Linked DNA regions of Muntiacus reevesi: region 1 is linked to region 2. Evidence: chromatin contacts called from public Hi-C data. All regions are on one chromosome and are shown on one strand. The core of a region is the stretch at or near the end of the contact, and the rest is flanking DNA. Distances in the headings are between cores, read along the strand shown. Region 1 holds the start of OXSR1 (oxidative stress responsive kinase 1). Region 2 holds the start of PLCD1 (phospholipase C delta 1).

Region 1 (6,143 bases), core at 3,240-5,739, 150 kb before region 2:
ATCATTTAAAAAATGACAAAACAGGATACGCAAAAGAGAATAAATCTAACTAAAAGGGTTATCTACAAAAAATCTGCTCCAGTTTTTTTTCCCCCATTGTAAGGATATTTCCTCTAAGGTGGGATGATGACCACCATCTTTCAGTTACTTCCAAAAATCAATCAAAATGCAGATGCAAGGACAAGAATCCTGGATTAGGCAATAGTTGGACACCAGTACTGACTGTGCCCATAACTAGTTCTGACTTTGGACAAGTCATTTTACCTTTCTATGTCTGTGTCTTTGGGATTCCCAGGTGGCTCAATGGTTAAAGACTCTGCCTGCCAATGCAGGAGATGCACGTTCAATTCCTGTATCTCCTGCACTTATAATATCTCTAAGTCTTCCACTGTGGCTCACACTGTAACAAATCTGCCTGCAATGTGGGAGACCTGGTTTGATCTGTGGGTTGGGAAGATCCCCTGGAGAAGAAAATGGCAATCCACTCCAGTATTCTTGCCTGGAGAACCGCATGGACAGAGGAGCCTGGGGGGCTACAGTCCCTGGGGTCACACGACTGAGTGAGCATGCATGCACGTGTCTTCATCTGTAAAACCTTACCTCATGCCTTACAAAAAACTCAACTCAAAATACATCAGGGGACTAAATTTAAGGGCTAAAACTATAATACTTAAAAGAAAACATAGGAAAAAAATGTTTGTGATGTTGGGCTAGTTAAGATTTCTTAGATACAAGACCCAAAGCACAATCAATAAAAGCAAAAATCAATAATCTCTACCAAAATTCAAAACTTTCATGCTTTAGCAGACACCATTAAGAAAATGATAAAATTGAGAGGTGGGGAGGGAATGCTGTAATAAGGGAATTCCCTGGTGGTCCAGTGGTTAGCACTTGGCTCTTTCACTGTCATGGGCCACTTTCGATCTCTGGTCAGAGAACTAAGATCCAGCAAGTCCTGACTCCCTGCTGTCCCACCTTGCCAGAGAAATGAAAAGACAGAGTAAATATTTGAAATCGCGTATCAGGTGAAGGACTCATATTCAGAATGAATAGACACCTAACACTCACACTCGCCTCTATAATTTAGTGAGAAGAGAACAACCCAGTGGACAACCCAAGTGGGAAAAAGATTGGAATACACATTTCACCAAAGAAGAGATACGAAAAGCTAATAAATAAGCACATGAAAAGATGCTCTCCATCATTAGTCATTAAGGAAATGCAAAACAAAAATCACAATCAGATATACTTCCCATCCACTAGGATGACTTTAATCAAAAAGACAGACAACAAATGCTGGCAAAGATGCAGAGAAACAGGAACCCTCATTCATGGCCGAAGAGAATGTAAAATGGCACAGTCACTTTGAAAAATTTGTTCCTTAAAAAGTTAAACATATAATAAATCTACCATGTGACCCAGCAATTCCACTCAATAAAAATGTAACATGTTCACCTGAAGATTTGATACAAAATGCTCACAGCAATATTATTCAAAATAGGCAAAAGGCGGGAGCAATGCAGTGACCATCAAGTGTTATCCAATAAAAAGGAATAAGGTACTAATACAGGCAGCAATATGGATGAACCTCAGAAAACATTACTCCAAGCAAAAGAAACCAAACACAAAAGATCACATATTATATGATCATATTTATGGGAAAATGTCCAGGAAAGACAAATCTATAGAGACAGAAAGTAGATTTGTGGTTGCCTTCGGCAGGGGGTGGGAACAGGGAGTGACTGCAAATGGACATGAGACATCTTTTTGGAATGATGGAAATGTTCTAAAATTGGATTGTGGTGATGACTGAACAACTCTGTAAATTTACTAAAAAAAAAAAAGAAACCCCAAAAAACTATAGTACTGTACAGTTAAAACAGGTGGATTTTATGATATATAAGTTGTTTTTAAAAATGAAAAAATTTTATTCTATGTGAATGAAGCAAAACACAAAACACTATATATTATACAATCCCATTTACATGACATGTCCAGAAAAGGCAAATCTATGGAGTTGGAAAGGTTTGAGAATGCCTGAAACTGGAGGTAGGAACAGGGATTAACTGTAAATAGGCATGAGGGTTCTCACTGGGGTGATGAAAATATTCTAAAATTGGATTATACTGATTGGTGCACCACAATAAATTTACTAAAATCTTTTAATTTTACACTTTAAAATGGGTTAATTTTATACTAAAAAAAAAAATGGGTGAAATTATATCTCAGAGTAAAGTTGTTTTTAAAAGTAAGGTGGTCAAATCACATGAGAGTTCTTAACTTTTGGAGTGAGAAGATGACTAACCCTATCCCAGAGGGCTGAGCCTCCCTTTTGCTCACTCGCAGACACCCTATTGGTCTGAGAATAGCAAATCAACAAGTTTCTAAAGCGCTACACCCTTGTGCCACCTTAATACCAAAAGCATTAACAGCCACAATGCTACTCTCCACCCTAGAAAGACGTACACCTTACCAGAAAGGTAAAGCAAAATTCCTCTTCTAAAATGATGAGACCCCTTTTCCTTGCTTTTTTAGACATCATTTTGGAGTCTCCCACTTAATTCCTTTTTTCAATATGAAATTCTGATGGAGGTACTCAGAAGCAATCTTTAGAATGAACCAGTACAGATCAAAGATGCAGCATGTACTAAGAACCAGATCCATGAAGCAACTTAAGGAAAAAGACTGGATGTCTTCACATAAATCTTACCCCAGATTTGTTTTGATACAAGAAGCAAGAGGGGGAAAAAAAAAAAAAGAAAGAAAGAAAGAAATGTGACAAAGTTTCTCTCAACACTGACACAATGCAATAAACAGTCACTCCCCCCAACCCCCAAAACAGCTAAGGAGTTTTCAGCCACTCTTTGTTATAAAACTAATTTAGGACAGGATGCTGATCTAGCAAAGCAGACAATCTTCTTCCTCCAATACACAGGGGTCTGCTGATGTGCGTTGGATCGAGCTTCTGTTTAGCTAAACCCACTCCCTTTTGATTTCTAAGATCACTAGATTATTGTTGTCCAACAAATACTCCCCTTATCCCCAGTCCCCACCCTCCCCCAATCACTGTGCCTCTCTGAGAATTACAATTCATGTTTGTGCAAGCTTTGATCTCTGCCAGCTGGTATTCCCAGACCCCCTTCAAATCCATTCCACACATAACAGCCAGACCCATAGGATCGTATCATGTCTCTGCTTGGAACCCTCCAATAACACTTAAAATTTCCTAGGCTGAGAAGGTCCCTAAAATCTGGCTCCTCTCTTACCTTTCTAAGCTTACCAGTCTTCTTTCGGGTCCTAAAACACATCAAGCTTTTCCCCTTCTCTGGGGCCTTTGCATTTCCTCATCTCTCAGTAAGGAACAATCTTCCCTTTGCCCTCAAGACTCTTTTTCATCCTTCAGCGCTCAACTTCCATGTTGACACCTCAGAAAAAGCATCTTCCTTGAAATGGCCCCAACTAGGTCTCCACGTTATTCTCTCTCAGAACATCTTGCTTGTTTCCTGGCTAGCACCTGCCAAAACCTGTAATTCTTTTTATTTGCCTACTTATTTAATGTCTACCTCCCTGGCTGGCAAGTCAATTCCAAGCAGTCGTAAGTTGGTCTACGTCGCTCAGTGTCGTACCTGCAGCTTCATCTGGAGAGGCTCCCCAGTTCCGCCCAAGCAATGCCTGGCACTTCCCGGGGGGGTTCTCACGCGGATGCAGAACTGAACAGAAGCACCTTAACCTATCACCCCATAAATAGATGACCGAGCCCCCAACTGCAATACCCCATTCCTCGCAACGCCTTGTAAAGGCCTGTCCCACATCTTCACTTTTCTTTTTTCTCTCAGACACATCTGTGGCTCAGGTTCAAACATCTGTCGCCACACAAATCTCTGACGAGCCTCTCAGACCCCACCCCACCTCGCCGCACCGGCACGCCTCTCAAAATCCCCTCCACGCCTTGCAGGATCTGCACAAACCCCGAGCCTCACCCACGCGCCCTACCAACCCCCGGGCCACTCGAGCGCCCACGAATATCTGGGAGTCCTGCGCTCCCCGAGCTCCCGCGGGACCCCACGTTCCGGCGTGTCACCCGCCGCGCAGCGCGGCGCCTCCCCCTTCCGCAGCGCCAGCTCTCACCTATCACCTCCTGCAGCTCGTAATCGTCCCTGTTGATGGACCAGGGCAGGGCACTGGAGTCCTCGGTCATGACGGCGGCACGACACTCGGTCTTCCCGCAAACTCACTGACCTCTCTTTTCTCCTCGCCGCGCCTCTCCCCACCCCCAACCGCTGCCGCCGCGCCCCCACCAACCGCCTCGCGAACAGCCACGGGTCGGACGGCGCCTGGCGCTGGGTGGCCGCGCGGCAGAGCGGTGGGGGGCTCGAAGCACCCGCGAACCTCGCCTCTTTGCTCCTCTGCGGCCGGCACTCCCCTCCCTGGCCCAGGTCCCGGCTTCGGCCTCCACGGCAGCAGCGACAAGAGCTTCGCCTGGGCCCAGCCCCTCTGTCCCGCCCTCCACCTCAGCCCCACGCACTGGCCAAACTTTCCCTTCTCCCTCCACCTGCCGACACGCAGCGCGCTGACGTCACCGCGTCGGGCATGCCCCCCACCTCGGCCCCGCCTCCAGCTGCCATTCCAAGTGTGGCTGGATAAGCAGCGAGCAAGAAGGAAGCCCAAGGAAGACGAATTTGATATTGGAAGGAAAGAAATACTTTGAAAGGAGTTCAGCAAGGGCATCGGAAAGCCATAAAAGAGCCCAAAGTAGCAGAGGTAGTAGCCACACTAAACATGGCGACCAAAGGGCAACCTAGTGGAGGGGGCGGAGCCACTTCTGGCGGCGAGGGCACGTTGCCGTCTCCGTCGTCGCATTCATTGGCTTATTTGAGAAGGAATCAGAACGGCAGTAAGTGGATGTGGACGTCAGTCATAAATTAGTCCCGCCTCCACGCGCTCGGCGCGCTGTTCCGCGACAAGGCTCCGGTCCCTCAAGATCACGGGTACGCTACTCGCTTTGCACCGTTCTCCCAAGTGACGTCGTCACGTAACTGTCACACCCCCGAGACGTGCGAACGGCTCCGCAGGGTGTGGAGAAACCCGAGGGAGCAGCTGGGTGGGGTACCCTTGCGGTGTGGACGACTGCCAACTGGAATAAAAGGTCTCGGTCCACGGGACAGAGTGGAACCGGAAGCTCGCATCGTGACGACACTTTTTTCTAGGCGGAAGTTAATCCTACAGCGCCCGGCTCGGCCTTCCCTGTAACTTTACTGGATAGGGAAGGTGTTCTATCCGTTCTCAGCTTTGGAGCTCAAATGATCACCTGTCTTGGGGCATTGGAAGGTTGCCGTTTTTTCCCTGAGGCAACTGGGGCCATTAAGCTAGTGCTATTTGGCTCAGCAGATTTGAGGTCTTGTCAAAGACCTTGGCTTTTGTGTGACGTCATTGAACTTCAGTTTTTCTCAGGTTGTCCACTTAGTTCCTTTGGGGAAGTCAGTAAGATGAAACTGAAAGCCTTTGGTAAAATGGAGTGAGGAGTAGCCACGTGGATTGGGCTAGGTTTGAAAGTCTTCTCAGTTGGATGTCTTTCAGATCAATAGTAGTCATCATGAAAGACATCTTCACCCAAGCCCTTTCAGGCACCGGAAGCCCTATGCAGGAAATCCAGCGACCACGAAGCCAAAGCAGTCAGCTAGGAGCTGCGGCCACCAAGTTAGCACGTTTCCACATTCTTGGTGGGGTTAGAGAATGTTTCAGGAGGGGATCCTGAAAAGCTAATGTGATATAAAACAGGTGTAAATTGAGAGGCTAGAATATCCCAGTCACAGAGAAGTGCCAGAGTTTCCAAGTTTGAAAGCATAGCACAGGCATTACTGTAAAGATTGGTTTCAGCCGTTGACTACTGACAGCTTTATTGCCGTGTGTTGCGTTTTTCTTTTTGCAGGGTGAAGGGTGGGGGTCAGATCTATCAGGAGCTAAATATGATGATAAAGATTAGAGGTCTCAAGATTTGTACAATAGAAAGATCCATAAACTAGAGATTCTTAACTTGGGTTTATTGGCCTTGTGAACCATGAACAGCCTTCAGGTTTGTGGGGGTTTTGTGTTTTTGCACGCCTTTAAATTGTATGCAGAATAGTATATACTTCAGGGAGAAA
Region 2 (5,885 bases), core at 2,242-4,741:
GGCTGTCTGCAGTTACCTCAAATGTAATGCGTCCACAACAGAGCACCCGCTCCTCCCCATTTCAGCTTCTGGGAACCACCTGCTTGCAACGGTTCAGGTCAAAAACCTAGAGTCCTCCCCGACTCTTCACAGCCCCTGCAGTTCAGTCCTGCTGGCTCTCCCATCAAAATGTATCCAGACTCCTCCCACTTCTCATGACCTCCACACCCACCACTGGAGGCTGACCCACCATTCACTCTCACCTGAATTAATGCAAGAGCCCTTTCCCTGGCCTCCTTGCTTCAGCCCTGTCCCTCCATGATACTCCCCGACCAGCAGCCAGAGTGATTCTTTTAAAATATGAATCAGGAAAAAAAAAAAAAAAATATGAATCAGGGACCTCCCTGGAGTTCCAGTGATTAGGAGTCCACGCTTCTGCTGCAGGGGACCCAGATTCAATCCCTGGTCAGGGAACTAGGATCCTATAAGCTGTGGGGTGGAGAGAAAGACAAATTAAAAAAAAAAAAAATCTTAAAAAATAGTACAAATGAACTTATTTACAAAACAGAAATAGAATCACAGGTGTAAAAAACAAACATGGTTACGGGGCAGGGGAAGGTGGAGTGGGGGCAGGGTAAATTGAAAGATTGGGACTCACATATACATACTACATATATATATAAATAACATATATATAAAATAGATAACTTAATAAGGACCCACTGGATAGCACAAGGAACTCTATTCAGCACTGTGTAATGACTTATATGGGAAAAGACTCAAAGAGTATATGTAATATTGATTCACCCGTGCTGAATACCTGAAACTAATACAACATTGTAAATCAACTATACTCCAGGAAAATATTTTAAAATCTTTTAAATAAAAATTAAAAAACATGAATCACAACACATCCCTTGTTGACTTGAAAACGTCCAAGTGCTCCCCATTTTCCCCAGAGTAAAAACGGCAGCCCGTAGCAGGCCGGCCAGGACTTGGTTCCCATTACTTCTCTGGCCTGTCTCACTCCTCCCGCCCCGCCTCTCTCTGCTGCCAGCACACCTCACCCATCCAAGTTTGTGTTTCTGGGGGAGGGATTGGGCAGGGCTGACTCTGAAGCATGTCTGGAAAGTTGGCATTCTTGGGTTAATCCTCTTGCCTCCCCAGGGTAGTGGTGGAGGGAGGGGCCGAGGGAAGTGACTTAAGGTGGGCACCAGCTCTGACGGTAGGTCTGGCCTGTCTCCAGGTCATCCCAGAAAATTCCCCTTACACCCACCCTCACACACACATCGGGGACAGGGAGGTCAGCTGGGGGTGTGAGACACCTGAAAGTCCACCATTAGACAACCCGTCTCTGGGCGGGCATGGCCACTCCGAGCCTGCCAAAAGCCCTATGAGTCCCCAGGATCTCAGGGCATCCTGCAGAGGTAACTGGGAGCTGGATTTAAGGGGGGTAATTTGGGCACCTGGGCAGGGCTGGGCCCACAGAGGTCCCTGGATGTTTAGGGCAGAGGGAACAGATTCCAGCAACTGCAATTCAATGCAAAGACTCTTGCGTGGCGACCCCAGCCCCCTCTGCACACAGACACACAGTCCCCACACTGAACAGGTTTACACACGGCAGAAGTAATCAAGTAGAATGCCTTCCCCTGGTAGAAGGGAGGGGCAGACAGGAGAGGAGAGGAGAGGAGAGTTTGGGGAGCTGCTGACCCACAGGTCAGAGCAACAGCCTGGCTTCTCTGAGCAGGGCGTGGCCCAGTCCTCTTTTCTGACTGAACCTGGCGGCATGTGCCAACTCTGAGTCAGCCATGCCCATCCGGCCCAGCAACTCCAGGCTCCAGAGGAGGCCTCAGCTTCTCTGGCCTGAGCCAGAGACCAGAAGAGGTCCTGCGTGCGACAGGTTTGCTGTGTGCAAAGGAAAAGCCAGGCTGCAGCCCCCACCAGGGGCATCAGAGAGAGAGGTGACTGATCATGCCCTGGTTTCAGGCTTGGGGCTCAGAGCTGGGAAGTGACATGAATAAACAGGGATGATGCTTACGATGAAGCCAAGCCAACTGCTGGTGTTAAGTTTTGTGGTGTGGCTACCTGGGAAGAGCAGGGCTTGGGGGAGGCATAACCTGCTGAGCAGAGGGGCTTACAGGTCTCTGGGGATGTCAGAGGTCCCAGGACTTGCCCCAAGGCCAGCGGAGACCCCCAGAGGGCAGATCCGAAGGCAGGCATCCTGGCCTGGAGGAGAGAGTGAGGACAGAGAAGGACCCCTCGGCCTCCTTGACCCCAGGCTGGAGCTCCGAAGGGAGGCTTTGTGTGGACTTGCTTGTTATTGAGCAGAAGGGAAAGCAAGGAGGGCATGGACAGGCCTGAGGGCAGGCCACTTGGAGAGAGTGCCGGATTAAGGGCTAGCCCTCTCTGTGCAGGAGAGGCGTGCCAAGAGAGGGGGGCTCTCCAAAGTCCTGACCCAGCCTCAATCATTAGGATGGTACAACTTGGCCTCTGGCTGGCTTACATCCCTTCCTGAGGTATTCAAGGCCACCCAGACCTGCCTCTGCTGGGAGGGGGAGGCGCTGGGGTCCAACTGGTTCTGCCAGGCTCTCACTGTTGGCTTCATCAGCCCAGGAAGCCTGGGGGATTCACTGGTGGGCTCAGCACCACCACCACCCCCATCCTGGAAGGTCTTCTGGGGGCTCTCACAAGGACTTCCCCAAAAGTTGGTGGGCAGCAGGATTCTGGGTCTTTGGGGGGGGGGTGTCTCTGGGTACTTGATAAAAAGTGTGTTAGAACTGCAAGAGTTGATTGTAGGAGTAGGGGCAAGGGTACCCCTTGTCCAGACAGTCCCTTCGGATGCTACCCAAAAAAGGAACCTTGGAGATGTCCTAGGTTCTGTCCCCCACTTTGTTGTACAGATCGCCAGGCGTTTGGGGTGTGAGGGGCTCAAAGGAGAGTTCTCTGCAACTACCGACTCTTAAGTTTTATGGCTTCTGCCCCAGCCCTCGCCAAAGGCACTCCCAGGGTTAGAAACTTCCCAGAGAGAGGGAAGGGGACCCTTCTGCAGACTAGATCCGTGCATGCCTCTCCGAGGACCTTCTAACTCGAGCTCATGCACCCATTCTGCAGAAGAGAAAGCAGACATCCGTGGAGCCGCGGATGGACGCCTGGACTCCAAGGCTGCCTTCTGCACCAGCCGGGATGGGCGTCGAACGTTACGCGGTCCCGGTCCCAAGAGGACGCAGATTCTTTCGCGCATCACTGTAACCCGGCGAAGCGCCCACAGGCAGGGCGTGGGGCCCGGCCGCTGGCGCTAATGACAGGGCCCGCGGCCTGTGGGTGGCGGCGGCGGAGGAAGCCAGAGGGATCTGGCTATTTCTGTCCGGGACGCGCCCACAGGCCTGGGCCAGGGATGGCCGGGCTTCCAGGCCCCCACCTCTGCCCTCCTAGCCAAACCCCAGGAGGGGCGGGGAGAGGCGCGGGTTGGAGGGCCCAGGGGGCGGGGGCGCGGGCGGGCGGGGGGCGGAGCGGAGTCCCGGGCCCACCTCCGGCCTCCGGCCCCCCGCAGTCCATTCGGGTCCCTCCACCACACTCCGCTCGGACCCGAGGCCGCTGCGCTGTCGCCGCGGACGAGTGTCCCGCGGCGTACCCCTCCCGCCACGCCGTCCGTCGGGCATGGACTCGGGCCGGGACTTCCTGACCCTGCACGGTGAGTGCTCGGCCCTCTCGCGGGGAGCGGGGGGCGGCGGGGGCGTCCCCTCCTGGGCCGACCCCGCGAAAAGCCGTCCCCGGCCCAGGGCGGGGGACCCCCTGCTCCGTCGGCCGCCCTCCGCCCCGCCCCGGGCCCGCCCCTCGGCCCTTTTGTCGCATTGAGGAAATCTCGACCCGACTGCCGGGCGCGACCCTGGGCGTTTCCAGGCTTGTCCCGCAGACCCGGCCGGTGGGGAGAAAACGGGTGTGCGAGTCTGAAGACTTCCCTAAAGACGACCCCCCGGCCCCGCGGCCTTGGGGGCGACCCCCTCCCTTATCCTGGTCTCGGAAGGCTAGGCTCCAGGGTCTGGTGCGCTCGCAGGGGCCGAGGAGGGAAGGAACCGACATCCACGAATAACCCAAGTTCTCTCCGCCCCGTCCGGGCCGCCCGGAGAGGCTCCCCAGCGCACAGGCGTGCCTGGACCGCGTCCGGGCGCGTGAGTGACGCGGGGTGGGAAGAGCGGGGCGAGGAGGTGTGCGAGGTGAGGTGGGGCCGTGCCGCAGTAACTGCCCAGCGCAGAAATCATGGTCAGCGCCCCCCGGGCTGGGAAGAGCAGCCCGGTCGCCCCCATCTGCGCGCCCTCCTGGCCGGACAGGCTCGGGTCTCCACTCTAGCTGCCTGTGGCTCTCAGCTTTGTCCAGCCAAGCTCTGTCTCTTCCGAACGACCGGGAAACAGTCTTGGACAAGCTCCTTGTCCTATCGCACCCTCTCCAGAAGAGAGAGCAGCCGTGGCCTCCGGACTGCAGGGACTGAGGGGGGTGTCCTAGCTGCACGGGGTCCCCAACCTGCACCTGGCCTCTCTTTGCGCCAGTCTGGGGGCTTACCCACTCTTAGAGGGCTGTTTACACTCTTGCCCCCCAGGTCATCTGCCAGCGCAGCAAACCCTGCCTCTCTCACTCTGATCACTGCTTAAGTCAATCTCCCTGTTTTCTAGTACCCCTGGAGTCCAAGAGATTAGTGCCCACCACCTATCCATCTAAACCATGCTGGATGGTCTAAATCAAGGAAACTATCCATCTAGACCATGATTTCTGTGCTGGCAGTGGAAGTAATAGATGGGAAGGGGAAAGGCAGAGCCCTCCAGTTGTCCACTAGAGACCCCCTGGAACTCAGGGAGACTCAGATGTTCATTTCAGCCAGTACCCAGTCTGTCTCATGTTTCCTGATTGGCTCAGACCTGGGCCCCATGGCCCAGAGGGACCTTGTTCAGTGCCCAGAGCTGTTACCCTCATACCAGTTGTCTGGGCTCTCAGGGCAAACTCTTCCAGCTGGGCCGTGGGATCCCTGCCTTTTCCAGTGCCCCCTCTTCTTCCCTCAGGACAGAGGTATCCTTAGTGCTCCTCCAGACTGGCAGGGAGGCTGGGCAGCTCAGAGGATCACAGTAGAGACCTCTGTTTCTCTCTCATCATCCTTTAGCTAGTGCTGTCTATCCTGCAGACTGCCACCTCCTCCGCGCCCACTTCACACTCAGACGTCCTATAAGCCCTCTGGTGGCCTCTGACACAGCTGCAGCCTCAGATCACGGGATGGGCTCCAGCCTCTGGCCTCTGTGCCTTTGTCCAGTCTCTTTCAGTGTGTGTGTGTGTGTGTGTGTGTGTGTGTGTGTGTGTGCGCTTAGTCACTCAGTCATGTCCAACTCTTTGTGACCCCGTGGACTGTAGCCTGGACTGTAGCCCACCAGGCTCCTCTGTCCATGGAATTCTCCAGGCAAGAATACTGGATTGGGTTGCCATTCCCTTCTCCAGGAGCCTCTGTTTCTAGGCAGCCCTAGTATCTTGCCTGAAGAGGGAGCCGCACCGAGTCTCAGTTAGCACCTCCCAGTCTTGTGGCATGGGCTTGGCAGCCCTGGCCCATCCTGTCTGAGACCTGCCTCTCAAGTGCCTGACTGCCCAGCCCTTCCTGCGGAGCTGGCACGAACCCTGCAATCCAAAGCTGTTCCCCTGGAGGCCCTGCTGCTTCTAGCTCATCACCCAAAATTACCTCCCTTAACTGCCTTTGTCCCCTCTGCAACCCCCGACCCACCTCGATTGTTTCCAACATGTCTGTCCCTGGGATTCCAGGCCCACACAACACGGACACACACTGATCCACACTGATCTTAAACTTTTTTGTACCATGGACCACTTTAGCAGTCAGATGAAGCCTGTGGACCTCTTTTCAGGATCAAGTTTTT

What was found. Hi-C and Micro-C count contacts between places; a contact is called where the count stands out from the background.
Region 1: a contact with region 2 is called in a Hi-C map of blood, with 2.3 times the contacts expected there. The contact joins the promoter of OXSR1 here to the promoter of PLCD1 in region 2. A contact is called at or near these places in 2 of 3 Hi-C or Micro-C datasets (blood and muscle).

The regions. Positions count from the first base shown.
Region 1 is chr4:71,333,342-71,339,484 of mMunRee1.1, reverse strand. OXSR1 (oxidative stress responsive kinase 1) reads right to left here and starts at 4,489. Exons shown (of 18, transcript XM_065933005.1): 1 at 4,129-4,489. The coding sequence starts at 4,198.
Region 2 is chr4:71,186,558-71,192,442 of mMunRee1.1, reverse strand. It overlaps PLCD1 (phospholipase C delta 1), which reads left to right and starts at 3,491. Exons shown (of 15, transcript XM_065933002.1): 1 at 3,491-3,670. The coding sequence starts at 3,637. It overlaps DLEC1 (DLEC1 cilia and flagella associated protein), which reads right to left and starts at 266. Exons shown (of 38, transcript XM_065933003.1): 1 at 243-266.